Regions from separate parts of the Macaca mulatta genome. Here region 2 is linked to region 1. Evidence: chromatin contacts called from public Hi-C data. All regions are on one chromosome and are shown on one strand. Each heading gives the region's core, a stretch centred on a gene start, on an enhancer-like site or on the middle of the called end of the contact. The rest is flanking DNA. Distances are from core to core; before and after follow the strand shown. Region 1 holds the start of CYP2R1 (cytochrome P450 family 2 subfamily R member 1). Region 2 holds the start of PSMA1 (proteasome 20S subunit alpha 1).

What was found. Hi-C and Micro-C count contacts between places; a contact is called where the count stands out from the background.
Region 2: a contact with region 1 is called in a Hi-C map of cortical neurons, with 6 times the contacts expected there. The contact joins the promoter of PSMA1 here to the promoter of CYP2R1 in region 1. A contact is called at or near these places in 4 of 14 Hi-C or Micro-C datasets (blood, cortical neurons, fetal cortex germinal zone and 1 more).

The regions. Positions count from the first base shown.
Region 1 is chr14:50,593,541-50,598,898 of T2T-MMU8v2.0, reverse strand. CYP2R1 (cytochrome P450 family 2 subfamily R member 1) reads right to left here and starts at 2,426. Exons shown (of 5, transcript NM_001193958.1): 1 at 2,161-2,426. The coding sequence starts at 2,385.
Region 2 is chr14:50,926,681-50,931,812 of T2T-MMU8v2.0, reverse strand. It overlaps PSMA1 (proteasome 20S subunit alpha 1), which reads right to left and starts at 2,122. Exons shown (of 10, transcript NM_001261021.1): 1 at 2,072-2,122; 2 at 689-733. The coding sequence starts at 2,074.

The DNA.
Region 1 (5,358 bases), core at 1,177-3,676:
AAATAACTTGTTTAAAAATACTTTCAAACTTGGAGGTCGAACAAACCTGTTCTGGGTATAGAAACTAATAACATAGGCCGGACGCGGTGGCTCACGCCTGTAATCCGAGCACTTTGGGAGGCCAAGGTGGGTGGATCACAAGGTCAGGAGATCGAGACCATCCTGGCTAACAGAGTGAAACCCCGTCTCTACTAAAAAATACAAAAAATTAGCCAGGCGTGGTGGCGGGTGCCTGTGGTCCCAGCTACTCGGGAGGCTGAGGCAGGAGAATGGCGTGAACCCGGGAGGCGGAGCTTGCAGTGAGCCGAGATGGCGTCACTGCACTCCAGCCTGGACGACAGAGTGAGACTCATCTCAAAAAAAAAAAAAAAAAAAAAGAAAAAGAAAAAAAAAAAAAAGAAACTAATAACACATACAATAACCAGAACACTTGAGTAGCACTTTACTGTTTTCCGTTGTTATTCTCACTAACGAGATGAAAAAAAAACTAAGTCTCAGAACAGGGGTCAAGTTTTGTCTGGCAGAAGACCCGATTTCTAGTCTTATGCTTTCACATTTTGAATAAACTCAATTCTGGGAGAACTGTCGGCTGGAAAATAAGATCTAAGAATTACACATACTTTTGTTACCTCGTCCAGCTTACCTTTAACAACGTAAACTATTAGTGAGTCGTGAAAGGAACGTAAACCATTAGTGACTTACTATTCTAGAAACCTAGACCAATTTTTTTTTTTTTTTTTTTTTTTTTTTTGGAGAAAGAGTCTTGCTCTGTCGCCCAGGCTGGAGTGCAGTGGCGAGATAGCTCACTGCAAGCTCCTCCTCCCGGGTTCATACCATTCTCCTGCCTCAACCTCCCGAGCACCTGGGACTACAGGCGCCCCCACTACGCCCGGCTAATTTTTTGTATTTTTTTAGTAGGGACGGGGTTCCACCGTGTTAGCCAGGGTGGTCTTGATCTGCTGACTTCGTGATCCGCATGCCTGGGCCTCCCAAAGTGCTGGTATTACAGGCGTGAGCCACTGCGCCCGGGCACCTAGCCCAATTCTTGTAAAAATTGGTTTAAGTAAGGATTTAAGGTCAAACCTGAAATACCACAGTTGCCAAACATCCCTGTACTTTTCCTTCAAAACACTGACCACAGCCTGTGGTCGATAAAGAGATTAGTTTTCTCTCCCACTCATCTGCCAACTCCTTAAAAGGCTGTATCTGCCTTTTTCACCGCTAGCGTCAGGCCTGTAGTTGCATATAAATAAGTGTAATTCAAAACAAAACAGGTAAAGCTCTGGTCAGGCCCCGTGGAAACTCCTGCCCCCTCCGGACTTCAGGACACCCACACACATGCGGGGGTCGCCTTTTCCGCTGCCAGTCACAAGGCATTTCCGTGCTGCTTTCTCCTCCGCAGATTGAGGAGGAGCTAAGTACCGACCTCACCGGCTGGTTGTGAGTTTTAAATGAGTCACCAAGTTGGCAGTGACAGTGGCACACAGAAGGCGCCTTTTAAGTATCTGCTAAGGGGCCGTTCCCAGCCAGTCAGAACGGCATTGCCATCTGTGCTGTGGGACCCCCGCAGCGGATTTTAGTCATCAATTCATTCACGCGTTCACAATCATTTCCCAGGGCCAGCTTCTCAGTTAGGGGCGTTCCCCTGCGTTCTCCATTCTCACAGCAAACGCCTACACCAGTAGTTCATCGACTGCAAACACCGAAGAACCTGTTATTAACCATCTAGAATTTAGAACGCCTTAATTTTCCGACAAGCCGCGTGCAGCTTCCACAGAGCTGCGAGGCCGACTCGCAAGACGCCCGCCCTGAGGGCAGGGGTCCAACCTGGACCTGAAGTGGCTCCGCAGCCGGCGAGCCAAACGGCGCAGGCGCAGGAGCAAGAACTCGAGCGGTAGCGGGAAAATCAGGCCTGGATCGCCTCGGGGCCTCGGCCCGGAGTGGGTCACCGGCAGGGGCGGGGCTCCCCTTGCAGGGGGCACGGCGTCGAGGACTTCTCCCTTCCACAGCATGGAAACGGATGTCCCTCAACGGGCAGCCGGCATATGGAGAGGTCCCTATTACTCGGCTCACGAGCGGCCATAAGTCCAACCAGGAAGGCCCTGGCCAGCCCGGGCCAGTTTGGCGGCCCTCCCTGCCCGGGACCCGTCGGAGCGGTACCTCTCCGTACACCTGGCTCTGCTTTCTCATGTAGACATGGGGAAGCTCGGCTGAGGCGGCCAGGGAATAGATGTTGCCGATAAATGGCAGCCCCGGCGGCCCCGGAGGGAAGCCCATCGGCCTCCTCAGCTTCAGCAGCTGGCGGACCCCCAGCGCGAAAAGCAGCAAGAAGAGCGCGCCGCCGAGCGCCGCTGCGCCCTCTTCACCTCCCCAAAGTTTCCACATCTGCCCGAGCTGGGGGTGCGAACGCCACGGCCGCCCTGAGTCCCTGGCACTCCAGCCTCCAGCCCTGCCGTACTCCCATTGGCAGGATACTCTCAGGTCCCGCCCTAGCTCCGTGGCCATTGGCTGACTGAGTGAGCGCTCAGGTCCCCTCGGGACGACGACCCTCCAGCTCTGCGCGGCTTGGAGTCGGCTCTGCGGAGCGGGTAGCCGGTGCTACCCTTTGGAGGTGGCGCGGCTCTAGGCGGAGCAATGAGCCTGGAGGCCGTTTTCCAGAATGTTGACACCAGAATGTTGACCAGGTGTCAGGACGGCCTCACTCACTGGGGTAGGCGGATCCTGCCTCTCTGGGGCCAGCTCTTTCTTAAAGTGTCTTTTTAAGTACCAGGTCTGCTTATTTCATTTCAGACTAGGAAAACTGGAGAGGTGATCAACACTGTAGTCTTTAGCTGAACCTGATACTTTTAAGAATTTCCAGTAGAAAACTGACCCATCAGTAGTAAAAGAAAGTAATTTTACTGTTTTGTCCTGTTTTACTATTTTTCTCCTGTTAATGTATTTTTGTGTGTGATCTTTTAAGAATTGTGATGATTGAGCAGTTTATGTGATTAACTCAGTTTACCTATATTTGACCCCTCTCTGGTCTTTCCAAACTGATTACTTACTGGCAATCACGGAACTCTTGTCTGCACTTGTTCACGGAGAGTATTTACTATTCAAGATTTCTGCCTCCACTGCCTGGAATTAAGCAACTGATTTCATATTATTCTTGCTAATTCTGTTTTTATTCCTGTTTTCTACTGGACAGTTCCTTGCAACACAGGACTTACTGGGTTTGGGACTCTTCTAACAGCTGCCCTCTAATTGTGATTTAGAAGGGCATGAGTTTTATGGTCCTCGTTACCTTACGGCTCATTCACACAGCAAATATTAATTGAATGTCTACTATGTTCCCATGTCCTAAGCGATGGAGATACATAGGTGAATAAGAGCAACAAAATCCCACCCTTTCTAGAACTTACATTCTTATGAGAGGGAAGAGCAATAAAATGGAAATACAATAAATTTAGATAATCATCAGCAAACAAAAAGTGCGTTATAGAAAATGCCTGGTGGTTTGGGAGATATTTTAGCAAGCAAGGGCTGTCAAGGAAAGTCTTATTAGGAAGATGACGTTGGAGCTGAGATCAACTGCTAAAGAGGTGTATTTGTTTCCTACCACTGTTGTAACAAATTACCCCCAATTTGATGGCTTAAAAACCACACAAATTTATTTTCTTACAGTTTTTGAGGTATGAAGTCCAAAGTGAGTCTTCCTGGGCTGACAGAGAGGTGTTAGTGGGACTTCATTCCTTCTAGAGACTGTAGGAGAGATTCTATTTCCTTGTCTTTTTCAGCTTCTAGAGGCTGCCCACATTCCTTGACTTTCATCCCCATTCCTTCCTCTTCAAGGCAATTAATGTCAGTTCAGATCCTTCCAACATGGCTGTCTCAACGATCTACTTATAAGGATCATTGTGATGATATTGGGCCCACCTGGATAATCCCCGACTCAGGGTCAGCTGATTAGCCCTTTAATTCCATCTGCAACCTTAATTCTTCTTGCCATGAAACCTAACATATTCACAGTTCTAGGGATTAGTATGTGGACATATGGGGGGAGGGGAGCATTATTCTGCCTACTATAGAAGGGAAATTTGAGGCAGATATAGGGGAAAATATTCCAAACAGAGGAAATATCAAGGGCAAAGGCATCATGTACTAAGCAAACCTTGTCCTCTGAGAGTGTTTCCAATTTCTCTACATCTCCCATGCAAGGACACTGCGGAAGTCAGCAAGTTAGTCAGGGCTTTTAGTTTTTCTGTTTAACTGACTTGTGACCATCCCCAGGGGCTGAAGTTACCCCCGCAGGGCATGTGTCACAGGATCTCCAGCCACAGAATATCTACCTACTGCCTATTACAAATGCCTATTAAGAGATTCCTTAAAATTCTTATCAATCAATAATCTAATAAAATGAAAAAATAATTGTGAGAGATCGTTACTAAACTTGGTCTCTAATTTCTTACCAAAGGCCAGTGGAGATGACACAGGATGGATATTGGGACTGTGGGTGGGAGGCAATGCTGCTGAGGCACCAGGAGCTGGGGAAGATCACCTATGGGATGCCTCAGATCAACCCTGCCTTTGCAGCACCAGGAGGCTTACAGATTTTGGTCTGGCCACAGCCGTTATACAGTACAGGTACTTGGTTCAGGAGTGGGCCCCCTGCCATCATTTATTTTCAGAAAGGATTAATTTTCATTACAAAAATATCCTCCAATTCACTTAAATTAAGGAGCATTACTTCTTTGGCATTCTTTCCCTGGCTACTGTAGCAGAGGAGAGCTGAGTTACCCCGAGGCAGCCATGTCTGACTGACAGCACTGATGAAATGTTCCCCGCCCCACCCCACCCCAGCGCTCCTTGAGGGATAATAGGTGGGGGATTCTCAGGAATAACTGTAAGTCTTTCAGGACACAGAGCCTTCCCTGTAACAGTTTATCATGTTCTTTCAGCTCAACAAAGATAAATCTCTCCCTTATTCCCCCTCTTTGCATTTGCTCTTTGAGTGATAGCAAACAATCAATAATGTTTGTCTATGGCTTTTATCATGACAGGAAGGTTTAGGGGAGCAGGAAGTTAAGTATTTCACTGTTTCATGGCTGAGATCTCATCTTCAGTACTCGAGGTGGAATGGGTGAACACCCTGTATAGGGCTTTGCCATTTATATGTGTAGAACAGTAATGGTTTTAACAGAGAACAGCAGTGCTGTGCCAGAATCAGAACCTCTTTCTGGGCCTTTGGGAACTGAACCAAAGCTCCAGGACTCATCCTGAGGGGCAGTATCTCCTGGGGTCCCTTTCTGTTCTTGAAAGGCTGCAGCCCTGGCCTGGGCCATCAGTGTTGTCCCAGAGAGCTCCCAACACAGAGTG
Region 2 (5,132 bases), core at 873-3,372, 330 kb before region 1:
GGGTGGTCTTGAACTCCAAGACTCAAGCAATCTACCTTCCTCGGCCTCCCAAAGTGCTGGGATTACAGGCATAAGCCACTGCGCCTAGCCAAAAGCTTCTTTTAAAATAAATTTTGTTGTATATACTTAAGGTATGCAACATGATGTTGTAAGATACACATATATAGTAGGGTCACTATCGCAGAATGAACACATCCATTGTCTCACATACTTACCCATTTTCCTCTGCTGTGGCAAGAGCTATCAACTACTCACTTAGCAAAAATCCTGAATACAAAACACTACCTGCATTATTAGCTGTAGTCTTCATGTTGTACCTTAGATCCTTCCACTTGCTCAACCTACATATTTGATACTTTGTATCTCCTCTTTTTTCCTCCCCACTGCTATTCCCTACCCTGGTAACCACTGTTTTATTCTCTCTCTCTATATATTTGCTCTTTTAAACAAAACATTCCACATATAAGTGAGAGCATGAAATATTTTTCTTTCTGTTTCTGGCTTATTTCACTTAACATAATGTCCTCTAGGTCCATTAGGAGACCTATTTTAATTATAAATGCAACTTCCAAGAACGACTAAAATATTATATTCCATTTTCCCCAAGCCTATGCTCTCACAAGCTTCTAAATATATTGCAGCCACAAAAAGCCATTTCACAGAAATAGTTTAAAAAACATTATTTTACCTGCGGGCTCCAAACAGTGACATCATTGTCGTACTGATTTCGAAACTAAAAGTAAAAGAAAAAAAGACCTGTTAATAGAAGAACATTTCAAATCCCAACTCTAACATTCATTAAGAAATATGCTTGTGTTTCCATTCAATGTTAAGGCACTCTGTTCATGCAATCTTACTGGAAGATTACTACTGTACTCAGACGTAAGCCAATTCTACATTTACCATAAACTGGTGGGAGAGGGAGAAGCAGATCTAAATGGGTCCTATTTTTCCAACCTCTTATTCTAAAACCCTTCATAGCAATCCCTTTAGGCTCAATTACTAAAGTTCACAATCAACTTTCTTGCCTATTTTTGCTTATGCTGCTCCCTTTTATTGGGACCTAATAAATGGTTAAAAGCCTTTCTCTTCTTTAAGTTAGCTTAAATGTCGATTTCTGGAAGTCTTCTCCTTTTCTTCCCAAATCCCCCTAACACATACTCCCACAGTTCTTTATCTAAACGTCCCTTTCTGTTTTTATGATTAGCTTTTCTTCCCAAATCCCCCTAACACATACTCCCACAGTTCTTTATCTAAACGTCCCTTTCTGCTTTTATGATTAGGGACATGTATGACTTTTGAACGTTCACTGTAGTTATGCTTGTACAAATGCTCTGTCTGTATATTCATATTGAATGAACAAAAATGTCCTCAGAAAGTTAGAGGTGGACACAAACAGCTGCAGCGATAGAACCATTACGGCTATTATGACTATTATAATAAGTCTAGCAGTGCTGGGGAGACTAATCACGGGAGTGAGATTGAGTGCGAGCACAGCACTGGAAACCCAGAACCCTATGTTGTAACCCAGATTCCATCACTTCCCTTCTCAGCCTCGGCTTACTCATCTGTAAATAGGTGACTGGACAAAATTATTGAAAAGGGCCTCTTCTAACCGAAGTCTAGGGGAGAGATAAATCAGACGGACCCACCAGGAAAACGGACGCGGTCCAGGAACACAAACCTGGGGGTCAAGTCCGCACTGGTGGTACAGGTAGGCCTCCAAGTCTCTGTCTTCTCCTCTCCCATACACAGCACTAGGGGCTATTCTGGACCGCTCAGAATCTACTCCACTGAAGGAACCTGAGGGGCGAACTCATCTAGCTGACAGAGGAGGAAGTGTCGGAGGCTCCCCGGGAAGCGAAAGCGGTGGAAAGGCCGCACTGGCTACCGACAGCCCCTAACCCGGCCAGGCCGGAGATGCTGAATCACTGCCGGAGCCCGGCCGTCTGCCGAGGCTCCCATACCTCGTGGCCCCGGGCGGCGCTAAGGATGACAGGAGAGGTGGCTCGTCATCCCCGAGTCACCGGAGCTCTGCCCTAAACCTTCCAGAGGTCGGGATTCAACGTACCATGTTGGCGGCGCGGGCCTGGTTGCGGCCTCCAGCAAAACTGAGAATCAAGGAGGTGCTGCCGAAAGTATCGCTCAGCGATCTACAGAGAAGTCTGCGGGAGTCTGATGGCGGCGGCGCAGGGTAGCGCAGTCTATTCCAGAGATATCGATAGGCTTGCAACACTTCCCCTTCCTTAAAACTCTCCGACCGCTCGGCGGCGGGCGGAGCCTGGGAAGATCTAGTAACTGAGATTGGCGGGAAACCCAGGGCTGGGAGTGCCGGCGGCTGAGAGCTGCGGGGGACCCCCTGTCACGTAGCCCTTCTTGGTTCCTGTGTATTGCGGATTCCCTCCAGTTTCTCCCGGTGGCGGGCTGCATCTAAAGTCTTACGAGGCAACAGCCGTGACTCCGGGTGATACTAGCTCTCATTCACCGTCCACAGATTTTGGGGTGTTACGTGACTGAAAGAAACGAGGCTGCAGGAAAGCCCCAAGATAACGATCCGTTTCTGTGTGTCAGCCGTATTCTTCCTCGAGTATCTTGTTTGTGTACATGCTTTTATTTGTATTAAGGTTGGTGCAAAAGTAACCGCGGTTTTTGCCATTTGGCAAGATACCTTGGAATGCTCTTCCTTATTCCCTGGAGATGTTATCTTTCAAGGCTCTGTTGTCTTTAACCCCTCATTATTATTATGATTGGTTTCCTCCACCAGACTTTGAACTCCATGAGGGCGCTGTCTTTCTGTGTCCTCAAAACCAAGCATGATACCTGATTAGGCCACTGAGAAAAAATGGACACGTTCTTTCGACTTACCTATTTTGTCTTTTGAGAGCATCTTTCCGTAATGAAATAGTCTGACATCTTTGCAAACAGCTGCCAATCTAACATCCACCGGCTATTTACATTCTTTGTAAAAAAAGAGACTGGGTGCGGTAGCCTGTAATCCCAGCACTATCGGAGGCCGAGGGCGGAGGATCGCTTGAGCCCAGGAGTTCGAGATCACTATATTATTTTAATACAGTGGGACCTCGTCGCTACAATAATAATAATAATACTAAAATAAAAAAGGCTGGGCATGTTGGCATGCGCCTGTGGTCCCAGTTACTCGGGAAGCTGAAGTGGGAGGATCTCTTAAGCCCGGGAGATCGAGGTTGTAGTGAGCCGTGGTCGCGCCATTGCACTCCAGCCTGCCTGGGCGACAGAGATTCTGTTTCAAAAAAAAAAAAAAAAAAAAAAGGCCGGGCGCGGTGGCTCACGCCTGTAATCCCAACACTTTGGAGGGCAGAGGCGGGTGGATCACGAGGTCAGGAGATCGGACCATCCTGGCCAACACGGTTAAACCCCGTCTCTACCAAAAATACAAAAATTAGCCGGGCGTGGTGGCGTGCGCCTGTAGTCCCAGCTACTCAGGAGGCTGAGGCAGGAGAATCGCTTGAATCGGGGAGACGGAGGTTGTGGTGAGCCGAGATCGTGCCACTGCACTCCAGCCTGGGCGACAGAGTGAGACTCAGTCTCAAAAAAAAAAAAAAAAAAAAAGTACTAAATTGTTCTCCAGAAATGTTTTACCAACATATACTCTCAACAGTAGTATATGAGGTTGCCTCCTCTAATTCATCAACACTGGTTATTGCCGTATTTCTAAAAAACACTGTTGATTTGGTGGACTAAATTAACAGATTAAATTAATAGATTGTTCTCTTTCGTTTCTCCAGAACCCAGCACAATGCATGGCACATATTGTTTATAAATAGTGCTAAATGATTAAATAAATGCTCATTTATAAATTGTCATATACTACGTAAACATTTTGACAGTTCTTTCCATATATATCTCTCTAGCCACATGCCTCACACAGATGTGTAATATACAATTTAAAAAAATAAGATGATACTGAACTGTTTTTATTAATACACTTAAAAAGTTATAGCTATCATATGTCCATAAGTAATCGTCTATATTATTTTCAATAGTTGCATAGTATTTTATTTTATGGAAATACAATAATTTGCCTAACTATTGGTGTGCAATTAGATTGTTTCCAAGTTATTGGTGTCATAAAAATACTATAATGAATATTCTTGTACATACACACCTATTGTGTGCATAATTACCTTCCCTCATGAAGAATTCATATAATTGTGAGGTCAAAGGGAATTTACATTTACAGTTATGATAAATATGGCTGAGTTGCAAAAAATGTTGTATCCATTTAATATTCTACGCTGCCTGAGAGTCAATTTTCTCTATATTCTCACCAACACTGGATATTATAAGTACTTTTTACTTTTATCAAGTTGAGAAAATGTGTTTCTTTTTAAATTTTATTTATAGTTTTTTTATTAGTAGTAAAAAAAATCTTTTGTTGTATTTATTGGCTGTTTATATTACTTTAGTGGATTGCCACTTCATTCCTTTCCTCATATTATTGTGTTAATCATTTTCTTACTGACTTGTAGGAGCTTCCTGCAATTAGGGATGGTAACCTCTTATTACTGTGTCACTTTTATAGAAAGCGCCTTTTGGATACAAATAAAAGAAACCCACTGAATCTAGTTTAAATAAAAGTTGAAGCACACATTGTAAGTATGCAACAGGGAATCACATAAATATCCAAACTTTTTTTTTACTTTTTTAAAACATTTAAAAAATTTACTGAGATATTCCTAGTACCTGAAACAAAGCCTGGCATATAGTAGGCACTCACTAAACATTTGTTGAATGAATGAGTGACAGATCACTCCAAAACCTGTCCTTCTGATTATTATTTCCTAAGCAAATATCTGGGGCTTTGTGATACATCCTTTATTCACAGCAATTGTCTGGACTCTTCAGAATGGCTGTTATCAAAGCTCTACTTGTAGACCAAAAGAAGGGGCGTTTGGTTGACCTTTTTGTTAAAACTGAAAGTCCCAAGGGTTTATTAAAGGTTTATATGACTTTCAGCTCCTCTTTGTGTGTTTTGGGGATTTGACTCAAGATACATCTTTAAAAACAGCAACAACAACAACAACTTTTTTTTTAAGAGACAGAGTCTAGCTGTGTAGCCCAGGCTAGAGTATAGTGGCATGATCACAGCTCAC